Regions from separate parts of the Anas platyrhynchos genome. Here regions 1 and 2 are each linked to region 3. The links are chromatin contacts, called in public Hi-C maps. All regions are on one chromosome and are shown on one strand. Each heading gives the region's core, a stretch centred on a gene start, on an enhancer-like site or on the middle of the called end of the contact. The rest is flanking DNA. Distances are from core to core; before and after follow the strand shown. Region 1 holds the start of TBCE (tubulin folding cofactor E). Region 2 holds the start of GGPS1 (geranylgeranyl diphosphate synthase 1). Region 3 holds the start of TARBP1 (tRNA guanosine 2 -O-methyltransferase TARBP1).

Region 1 (2,765 bases), core at 195-2,694, 360 kb after region 3:
TGACAATAATTCATAAGGATTAATAAAAATATTGCAACTGGCTTTGCAGTACTATTAATAATGGAGTTAAGAATGTTCCACATTGTTGGGACTGCTGTTGGAAGCACAGTAGGGGAATTTTGAGAAAGAAATTTGCAGGGGGAAGGACATAGAGCAGAGGGAACGCTCCCTTTACAAGAACATGTACTGCTAATACTGCAACTGCTGCATCGAGTAGCAGCCAGCTAGAAAACTGAGCAGGACAGTGCAATGTACTGCTTTGTAGGCGTGTGAAAGAAAGTAGGTTTTACTAAACATTTTGACTTTTTTATTTAGTTGTTTTAAAGGTCAAAATTCTTGATGTAAGTAAAAACCCAAAGAAGCCATAAAAGCCAAGAGAAAAGTGATTGGTTACAATTACAGGTCTGGCCACCCCGATTCCTTTCTGACAGAAAATGCCTTTTCTTTGGTGATTCAGACAAGCATATCTGATAAAGAGGGAGAAAAAAAAAATAAAAATAACTCTATTTCACACTAATTAGCAAGATGAAGCTCAACTCCTCACACTAACACATGCTCTCAGCTTTGCACTCGGGAGCAGTGAACAAGTCAAAAATGAAGAGCAAGAGGACTTAGTGATACTGCTTTTGCTGTCACCCTGGTACCACGGTCTGTGTAGATGGCTTCTGCACCACTGAAAACTGGACAGCCTTGCTCCGAGGGTGCCCTCTGTGGGAGCTGACGGAGCACTGGGTGAGAGGGCACCACCACCAAAGGTGTGGAAGATGGACTTGGACTTACCCCAGAGATACCAGGTGGCCTTGGAAAACTCACCTACTTTTGGCAAAGAAAGCTTTTAGGTGAAGGCACAAAGGTCTTCACTGGCAGGCCCCTCTGGAGAGCAGCTGCTTTGTGCCACACAGCTCAGTGCGGCTGCGATACAGCAGTGTTATCAGACGCCTGTAACCAACATCACAGCACCAGGTGTGCCGCGTGTGGGCTGCTTCACGCCAGGTCACACAGGCAAAGGCCCCGCGCCAGCAGGGCTGTGGCAGCAGGGCCCAGCGCTGTCTCCCTGCAGAGCACCCCAGCCAGGCAGCCTGCTCTGTCCTGTCCCATTCTCCTTCCCTTCCTCCCGTCCTGCCCTGTCCTGCCCTGTCCTCCGCCTGCCTCGCCCTTGTGCTGAGCAATGCCTGTGCTCGCTCCTTCCAGCCCCTGCTTTGCCCTGAAAGCCACCCGCTCACTGTCAACGGTCGGTGCCTGCCGACCTGTGCTGCTTGGCTCTGTTGTTTTTTTTTTTTCCCCTTTTCTTTTACATTGCTTTTTTATTTTTATTATTATTTTTATTTTCACTGCTTTCCTCGCACACGAAGCCCACACAGAACCCCCTACCCTGCTGAACTACACTACCCAGAACGCCACACGGCGCGGGCGCCAAGGCGCCTCGGGCCATTGGCGGCCGCGCCGGGGCGGGGCGGGCGCTGCCAAGCTGCGCAGCGCGGAAGGCGCCGGGGCCCGCAGGCGCTGCGTGCACTGCTGCTGCCGCCCCTGCTCCTGCTCCTGCTCCTGCTGGTGCTGCGCGCGCTGCCCCCGCCCTGCCCGCCATGAGCGAGGCGCTGGGCCGCAGGGTGCTGTGCGGCGCGGAGCGCGCGACCGTGCGGTACGTCGGCGGCCTGCCCGGCGCGGCGGGTAGGTGGGCGGCAACGGGCAGCGCGCGGCGGGCGGGAGGCGGCGGCTGCTGGGGGAGGTGGCCGGGGAGCTGTGGGCTCCTCAGCCTCGCCACAGAGCCCCTAAAGGCACGGAGCTTGTGCCCCAGGAGCCTGTTTCCAGGTGTGCGAGGGACAAAATGGCAGCTGGGGATGGTGGTCGGAAGGGATGGGTCGTTCTTGGCCAGCCTGGTTACCTCTGTGGTGATGAGATGGGGAACGTGGGCAAACCATGTGGGGGATATAGTATCCTGTGTGTTTAATAAGGCTTTTTACACAGTCTCGAATAAAAGTATAACTTGGAAGCTAGGTAAATCCAAGGCAGATGGAAGGGTTGTGAAGTGGGCTGAAAGTCTGCGGGTCGGTCAGGCAGAAGCATGGTAATCCATGACGTGATATCTGGCTGGTACCTGTAACTGGTACCTGTAACGTACAGGAAACCCAGAAGTAATTCTGGGGTCTGTACTGTTCAATGTCATCGTCAGTGTCATGGGTAATAAACAGAGATCACCCTCAGCCGGCTGGCGTAACAAAAACCAACCCACGTAACAGTCCTTCATCCACCTTCTGTTTATCTAGCTTCCAAGTTAAAACCCAGATCACCCTTAGCTGGCTGATGTAACAAAAAGCAGAACTGCAATCCAGAGCAAGCTCTGTGAACTTTAGGAGTGGGCCTAAGAAATTCCAGGAGTATGAATTTCTGCATGTAGTGTGAAATAAGCCCATGTTACTGGGTTACCTTAAAATGCTGAACATGGCCAACAAATTAAGGGAAGCTGTTGTCTCCCCTCTGAGGGCAGAAGTTCTAGATAAAGTTGCCCTTGGAATAATGTGTCTGGTTTGGGTTATCCCAGTTCAAGAAGGATGCGGATAAACTGGAGAGAATCCAGTTTAAACTGGAGAGAATCCAGGCTGCCAATGGGGTCAAGGACATGGATAACGTGTCTTGTGAAGAGAGGTTGAGGGAGCTGGGCTTGGTTAGCGTGGTAAAGAAGAGAAGTTAGGTGACATCAAATAGTGGCCTATGGGTGTTTGAAAGATGGTAACGAAGATGACAAAGCCAAATTCTTTTATAACAAA
Region 2 (2,861 bases), core at 66-2,565, 330 kb after region 3:
GCAGCCCCCTGCCCGCCCGCTGCCGGGAGGGGAAGGAGGGGATGGGGGGGGTATAAGGGGGGGGGGGGGTGAGCTCAGCGCCGGGACCCCCGCACTTGGCGGCTGGGGGAGAGGAGGAGGAGGGGAGGGAGGGGAGGGAGGCCCTGCCTCCATTGTACGAGGAAGAGTGCGGGCAGCAGGATGGGGGGGGACATGGGGGGGGGGGGTGTGCAGCCGCTTTTGTACGGGGCTGCGGCTCCGGATCGCGGCGGCTCCGGATCGCGGCGGCTCCTCCCCCCCCCCCCCCCCCTCCTCTCCCTCTCCCTCTCCGTGCCCCCCCTCCCCAAATACAAGCAAAGCGCTGACTCCGCGGCCGGAGTTTCGGCAGCAACAGCCGCAACTCCGCGGCCGTCTGGGGGCCGGGCGGGGGGGGGGGGAGAAAAGGAAGAAGAAGAAAAGAAGGGAGCGGAGCGGAGCGGGGCGGGAGGGACGGGGGGGGGGGACACGGACACAAGCAGGCGGCTGCCGATCGCCCTCGCCCCGCCGCCGAGTCCCGCCGCAGCCGCGCTGCGAGCGCAGAAAAACAACCGCCTCCCCCCCCTCACGCACACACCCCCCCCCTGCCGCCCGCCGTGGGGCCCGGGGCTCGCCCCCCGCCCGCCCGCCGGTACCTTTGTTCCGCGGCGCCCGCCCGCGACTCCCCCGACCCGCGGCGGGGGGGAGGGAAGGGAACGGGGCGAAGCCGCCTCCTCCTCCTCCTCCTCCTCCTCCTGCTGCTGCTGCTGCTGCCGCCGCCCGCGGCTCCGTCTCCCCGTCGGGCGCCCTCGGCCCCCGCTCCGCCAACGGCTGGGGCTGTGCTCGCGCGGCGGGGCCGCCCCGTGCCGCCCGCACCCGGGCGCGGACGCGGAGCCGGCGGCGCTGAGCGCTGCGCTCCCCCTGCCTCGCTCCCCCTCCCCCTCCCGCACCGACCGCCCGACTGACTGACGGCCGGGCGGGCCGGGCCACGCCCCTCTCCCCGCCTACCTCCATTGGGCCGCGGCCCGCACGGCCCGCCCCCCCCCCGGCCCCATTGGCCGCCGCCTCGGAAATACTGACGTCATTTTTCTCCACTTCTATGGAAACTGAGACTCGGCGCCGCGCAGCCTCACGGGTAACGCAGTCCCCCCGCGCCTCCCTCCCCGGGTTCCCTCAGCCAGTGGGCTCCCGGCGCGGACTACACATCCCAGCGCGCACCGCGCGCCGCCGCCGCCGCGCGGGGCCGGGGCCCCAGCCGAATGCTAATGGCAGGAGGGGGCTGGGCCGGCGCATGCGCGGTGCGGCTCCGGTGGCGCATTTTCCCCCAAGAGGCGAAGGTGGCGCCCGGCGGGGCGGAAGGGGGCGGTGCTGCCTCCCCCCCCCCCCCCCCCCCCCTTCCCTCCCCTCCATCCCGCCGGGCGGGGCGGGGCTGCGCGGGTTGGCGGCGGCCTGAGGTGAGCGGCGGGGAGCGGGGGGCGCTGCGGGGAGCCGGGGCTGGCGGCGGTGGCTCGGGAGAGGGGGTCCTGGGGGGGGCCCCGAGGGGGTCTCCTCGCCCTAAGATGGCGCTGGGAGCCCCGAGCCGGAGCGCGGAGCCCTGGGGGGGGCGGCTGGGGGCCTGCGGCTCCCCTGCGCCTCGGGAGGGGCTGAGGAAAGTTGCTGTGGCTGCTGAGATCCCGCAGGGAGCTGGGCAGCCCTGCGGGCAGGAACCTCCGTACCAGGTGTGTGAAGTGTGGTAACTTCAGTCATGTTCCTGCTCTTTGCAGCCTCATACTTAACGGTATTCTGCCGTATAGACCCCTGTAGGTGCCTTCATTTAGGTGTCTTTATCGAGTTTCCCTTCTTCCTATAAGTTTTGGGACTCACCGTCCTTGTTTCTGTGGGTACTTTAGACATGTGGATCCCTCTTATGAGGGATCACCTCTCTTCTCTTTCTTACAATAATTTCCTTAGGTCATTTTCAGGTAGCAAAACAGCCCAGGAAAGCTTAACCACCGTGGTTTCAAATTGCCACCAGTGGCAGGCCTTTTCTTGCTCTATTTAAAAACAAAAAATGAAGCTCAGCTGTAAGCTGTAATGCTTTTCTGCTTTAATCATAACAATGATAAACTCTTGGCATTTGTGGGAGAAGTGCCTGGTTAATTTATCTTGCAATGAGCAGCGTTTGGGAGGATTCCTGGTAGTAGTGCCTGAAAGGTAGATTCAGTTTGCTGTGTGATACCAGCCAATTTTCAGTTGGATGGGGATTTTTGAGTACTATGTTAGTGCCCTATAGACAGGGAAGAAACCTCCTCGTTCCCTGAGGGGGGAGGAAGAGCTCTAACATTTACTTCTAAGAACTTTGTCAGGGCAATGACCGGTGAGTAATCTTCACATTCTTTGTTTTGTGCTGCTACAATGTGTGCTAACAGCCCAACCCTTGTAGGCTCAGTGTTAGTGGGAAGCCCTCACAGAGAAGGAATTCAACCCCAACATCTCCCCTAGCTGAGCACCTTCAGTTCTAAGCTCTCCCTGTGTTTTTTTGATGATTAATTGTCACGGGAGGGTGGCTAACTTGATAGTGTCTCTATATCCAGCTCTATGAGCATCTCTTCTTAAAACATCCAGGGATGGGCTGTGATGAGCATTTCTTATTTCACTTCCTCACTGAAATCCTTTGAGACTTACGCTTGATGTGTAGGGGTGCAGTTTTACAGCTGGTGTTCTTAGTGGCAGCCCTAGCTTGCAAGCAGTTCCTGTCCCTGGAGCTGTACCAGTAAGGTAGGAACAACAGGGAGCTGAGGGTGTCAGATAAGCCCAGCTTTGATTATTGTGGCCCGACAGCCTGTTGTGCTGGCACACCACAGGGTCAGATGGGAAGGCTGTAATTC
Region 3 (2,700 bases), core at 198-2,697:
AGAGGTTACTGAGTGTAATAGCCTGATTTTTGCTGAGAAATGGGTTACCTCGCTGGGTAACCCAACGGGTCTTGCAATAAGCTGCAACCTGGGTTTTCCTTCCTTAGTTCAATGCACAGCCGTAACCAGATTTCAGAGAGAGATGGGAATGCATTCCAAACTATGCTTGCTGCATTTTAAAGATTAAAATTCAAAATGAATCATGCCTGACGATGCTTAAACGCCTTCAATGGCCCAAACTGTAAATGCTTATACTGTAGGGGCCAGAAGCTATGGCGCAGGAGCTGCCCCCAGGCTTTCCGGCGCCCTCACCTGGTTTCCCTCCAGGGTTTCCAGCACCAAGATGTAGGTCTCCCAGAAGCGCAGCAGCGCCTCGTTCTCCTCGGCAGACCACCAGAAGAGGCTGGGCTCTGCAGGCAACGCAGACAGCTCGCTGACACCGCGCTGAGGCGGTGCCACAGGAGCCCTCCGGGGAGGGGGCCACACACACAGCAGGGGCCGGGAGGCGACGCGGTGCCTCCCCCCCATCCTTACCGTCCCCGCCGTCGGGGGGGCAGCGCAGGCAGGCTGCCTGCCCCCCGCAGAGATCCACGGCCCTCTTCAGCAGGTAGCGGGCCCTCCTGCGGCACAGCCCGTCCCCGCGGGCCAGCCCCTGCTGCACCAGCCTCCAGAAGCGAGGGCAGAGCCTGGCGTCGGGCCCTGCCGCGGCGCCGCGGGGCAGCAGCGCGTCGCACAGGGCGCTCAGCGCCAGCAGCGCCCGCCCGGCCCCGGGGGGCTCCCCGCCGGCCCCCAGCAGCCCCTCCCAGACGCGGCCCAGCGCCTCGCCGTTGCCGCCCAGCGCCGGCAGCAGCCGCCCGGCCGCCAGCGCCGCCGCCGCCTCGGCCTCGCCGTCGTCCCGCAGCAGCGCCAGCGCCGCCGCCACGCTCCGCGCCACCAGCGCCGGCTCCTCCAGCCAAGGCGCCGCCGCCGCCAGCGCCTCCACCGCCGCCTCGGCTCCTGCCCCACCGCCTCCTCCTCCTCCCTCCAGCTCGGCCAGCGCGTCGCGGGCCAGGCGTGCGGCCAGCGGCGCCCCGCAGAGCTGCACGCAGTGCCGCAGCGCGCCCCGCAGCGCCCGGCACAGCCGCAGCCGCTCGGCGCACGCCGCCCCCCCGGCCGCCCCTTCCCCGAGCCGCAGCAGCGGCCGGCAGCGCTCCAGCGCCACCTCCCAGGCTGCCCGCCGCAGCGCCTCGCCCGCCGCCGCCTGCCCCTCGCCCTCGCCCTCGGCCGCCGCCGCCAGGCGCTGCAGCAGCAGGCGCAGCGCCTCCGCGCGCTCGGCCGACAGCGGCGCGCACACGGCCCGCAGCAGCGCGCAGGGGTCGCCGCCGCGGGCCAGCAGCGCGTCGGCCAGCACCACCTCCATGCTGAGGGAGGGGACTCGGCGCGGTGCGGCTCGGCTCGGTGCGGGGCCGGTGCGCAGGCGCGGCCCCGGTGCGGAGGGGTGGGGAGGCGGGGCCGGGCCGCTGCGTCCCGCTGAGGGGAGGGAGGGAGGGGCCGCCATGTTGGGGGGCAGCGGGAGGGGTTGGGGACGGGGTGGGGGTCTCCTTCCCACCAGGTGTAGTGCGCAAAGTGTGGTGTTCGCCCGTGCTTGCTGTTGCCGTCTGTTCCAATAAATAAAGTATTTTCTAGTTTCCAGACCTGACCCGTGATCGTGGCCATTGTTATAAATGAAGTCTCAATCTGAATGTAGTAATATTTATAAAAAGAATATTTCTAAAAGGTATAAAAGGCAAGTAAACAGTGCTGGGTGTGCAGGGAGTCTACGCTCTACCAACACGCACACATGAACATCAAACATTCTAAACATACAGAACATTGCTTTACATACTAAACCCAAGTACGCCTATACATACATACAATCAGAAAAGGTAACAAACAATCCTTTAAGTTCCATGACTGAACAGTCTCCATTTTCCATTCCTTTTCTTGATTACAAACAAGTCTCCATTTTCCATTCCCTTTGAACAATATGTCTCGCTTTAAGTTGTCAAGCAACTCGGCCTTTGGGCCTTACGTATCCCGTTCTTCCTGGATCGAACAAAAGCATATCCATCTCCTTTTCAAGGCCAATAGGCCTGGGTCAAAAGGCACGTCCAGGTCACCAGGGGGCGGAACAGCAAAGGCCTGCGATGGCTGTAGCGGCAGAGGGGCCCATGGCGTAGCAGACTTTCAGTCTTTTTTTTCTTTTCTTTTCTTTTTTTTTTTCTTCTTGAGAACAGGCTTCTCTCGTATACCCTTCTCCCCACAGCAGTCCTTTTCAAAAACAACTTTTCATCGGTCAAACAACTTTGCATATAACAGCAACAGCAAACACAGAGAAACTTCCATGCCTCAACCTCTGGAGAACAAGCAACCCAAGACTGCATAGAGTCTCCTGAATCACCCTTCTTTGTTCCTTCTAAACTCTTTTACATTCCTGATGACCTCATCGTTCAGAGTCTAATGTTATCATCAACCACAGGGCTTGCCAACCCCCATGGCCACACTCGCACATCTCCCCTTTCTTCATTAATATCAACCATCTTCTCGACATGAATTACCACTCCATATATGACCCATGATCATGGCCATGAAGCCTACCTGAGAGCCCTTCATCTGCCCCATAAAACACTTTCTAGTTTCAAGATCTGACCCATAGTCGTGGCTGTGAAGCCTACCTGAATG

What was found. Hi-C and Micro-C count contacts between places; a contact is called where the count stands out from the background.
Region 1: a contact with region 3 is called in a Hi-C map of subcutaneous adipose tissue, with 2.3 times the contacts expected there. The contact joins the promoter of TBCE here to the promoter of TARBP1 in region 3. A contact is called at or near these places in 2 of 8 Hi-C or Micro-C datasets (liver and subcutaneous adipose tissue).
Region 2: a contact with region 3 is called in a Hi-C map of F1 follicle, with 4 times the contacts expected there. The contact joins the promoter of GGPS1 here to the promoter of TARBP1 in region 3. A contact is called at or near these places in 2 of 8 Hi-C or Micro-C datasets (F1 follicle and skeletal muscle).

The regions. Positions count from the first base shown.
Region 1 is chr3:27,083,178-27,085,942 of IASCAAS_PekinDuck_T2T, forward strand. TBCE (tubulin folding cofactor E) reads left to right here and starts at 1,445. Exons shown (of 16, transcript XM_072035583.1): 1 at 1,445-1,668. The coding sequence starts at 1,584.
Region 2 is chr3:27,056,412-27,059,272 of IASCAAS_PekinDuck_T2T, forward strand. It overlaps GGPS1 (geranylgeranyl diphosphate synthase 1), which reads left to right and starts at 1,316. Exons shown (of 4, transcript XM_027453758.3): 1 at 1,316-1,448. ARID4B (AT-rich interaction domain 4B) reads right to left here and starts at 1,154. Exons shown (of 24, transcript XM_038176159.2): 1 at 1,075-1,154.
Region 3 is chr3:26,724,786-26,727,485 of IASCAAS_PekinDuck_T2T, forward strand. It overlaps TARBP1 (tRNA guanosine 2 -O-methyltransferase TARBP1), which reads right to left and starts at 1,448. Exons shown (of 30, transcript XM_038176924.2): 1 at 535-1,448; 2 at 313-410. The coding sequence starts at 1,399.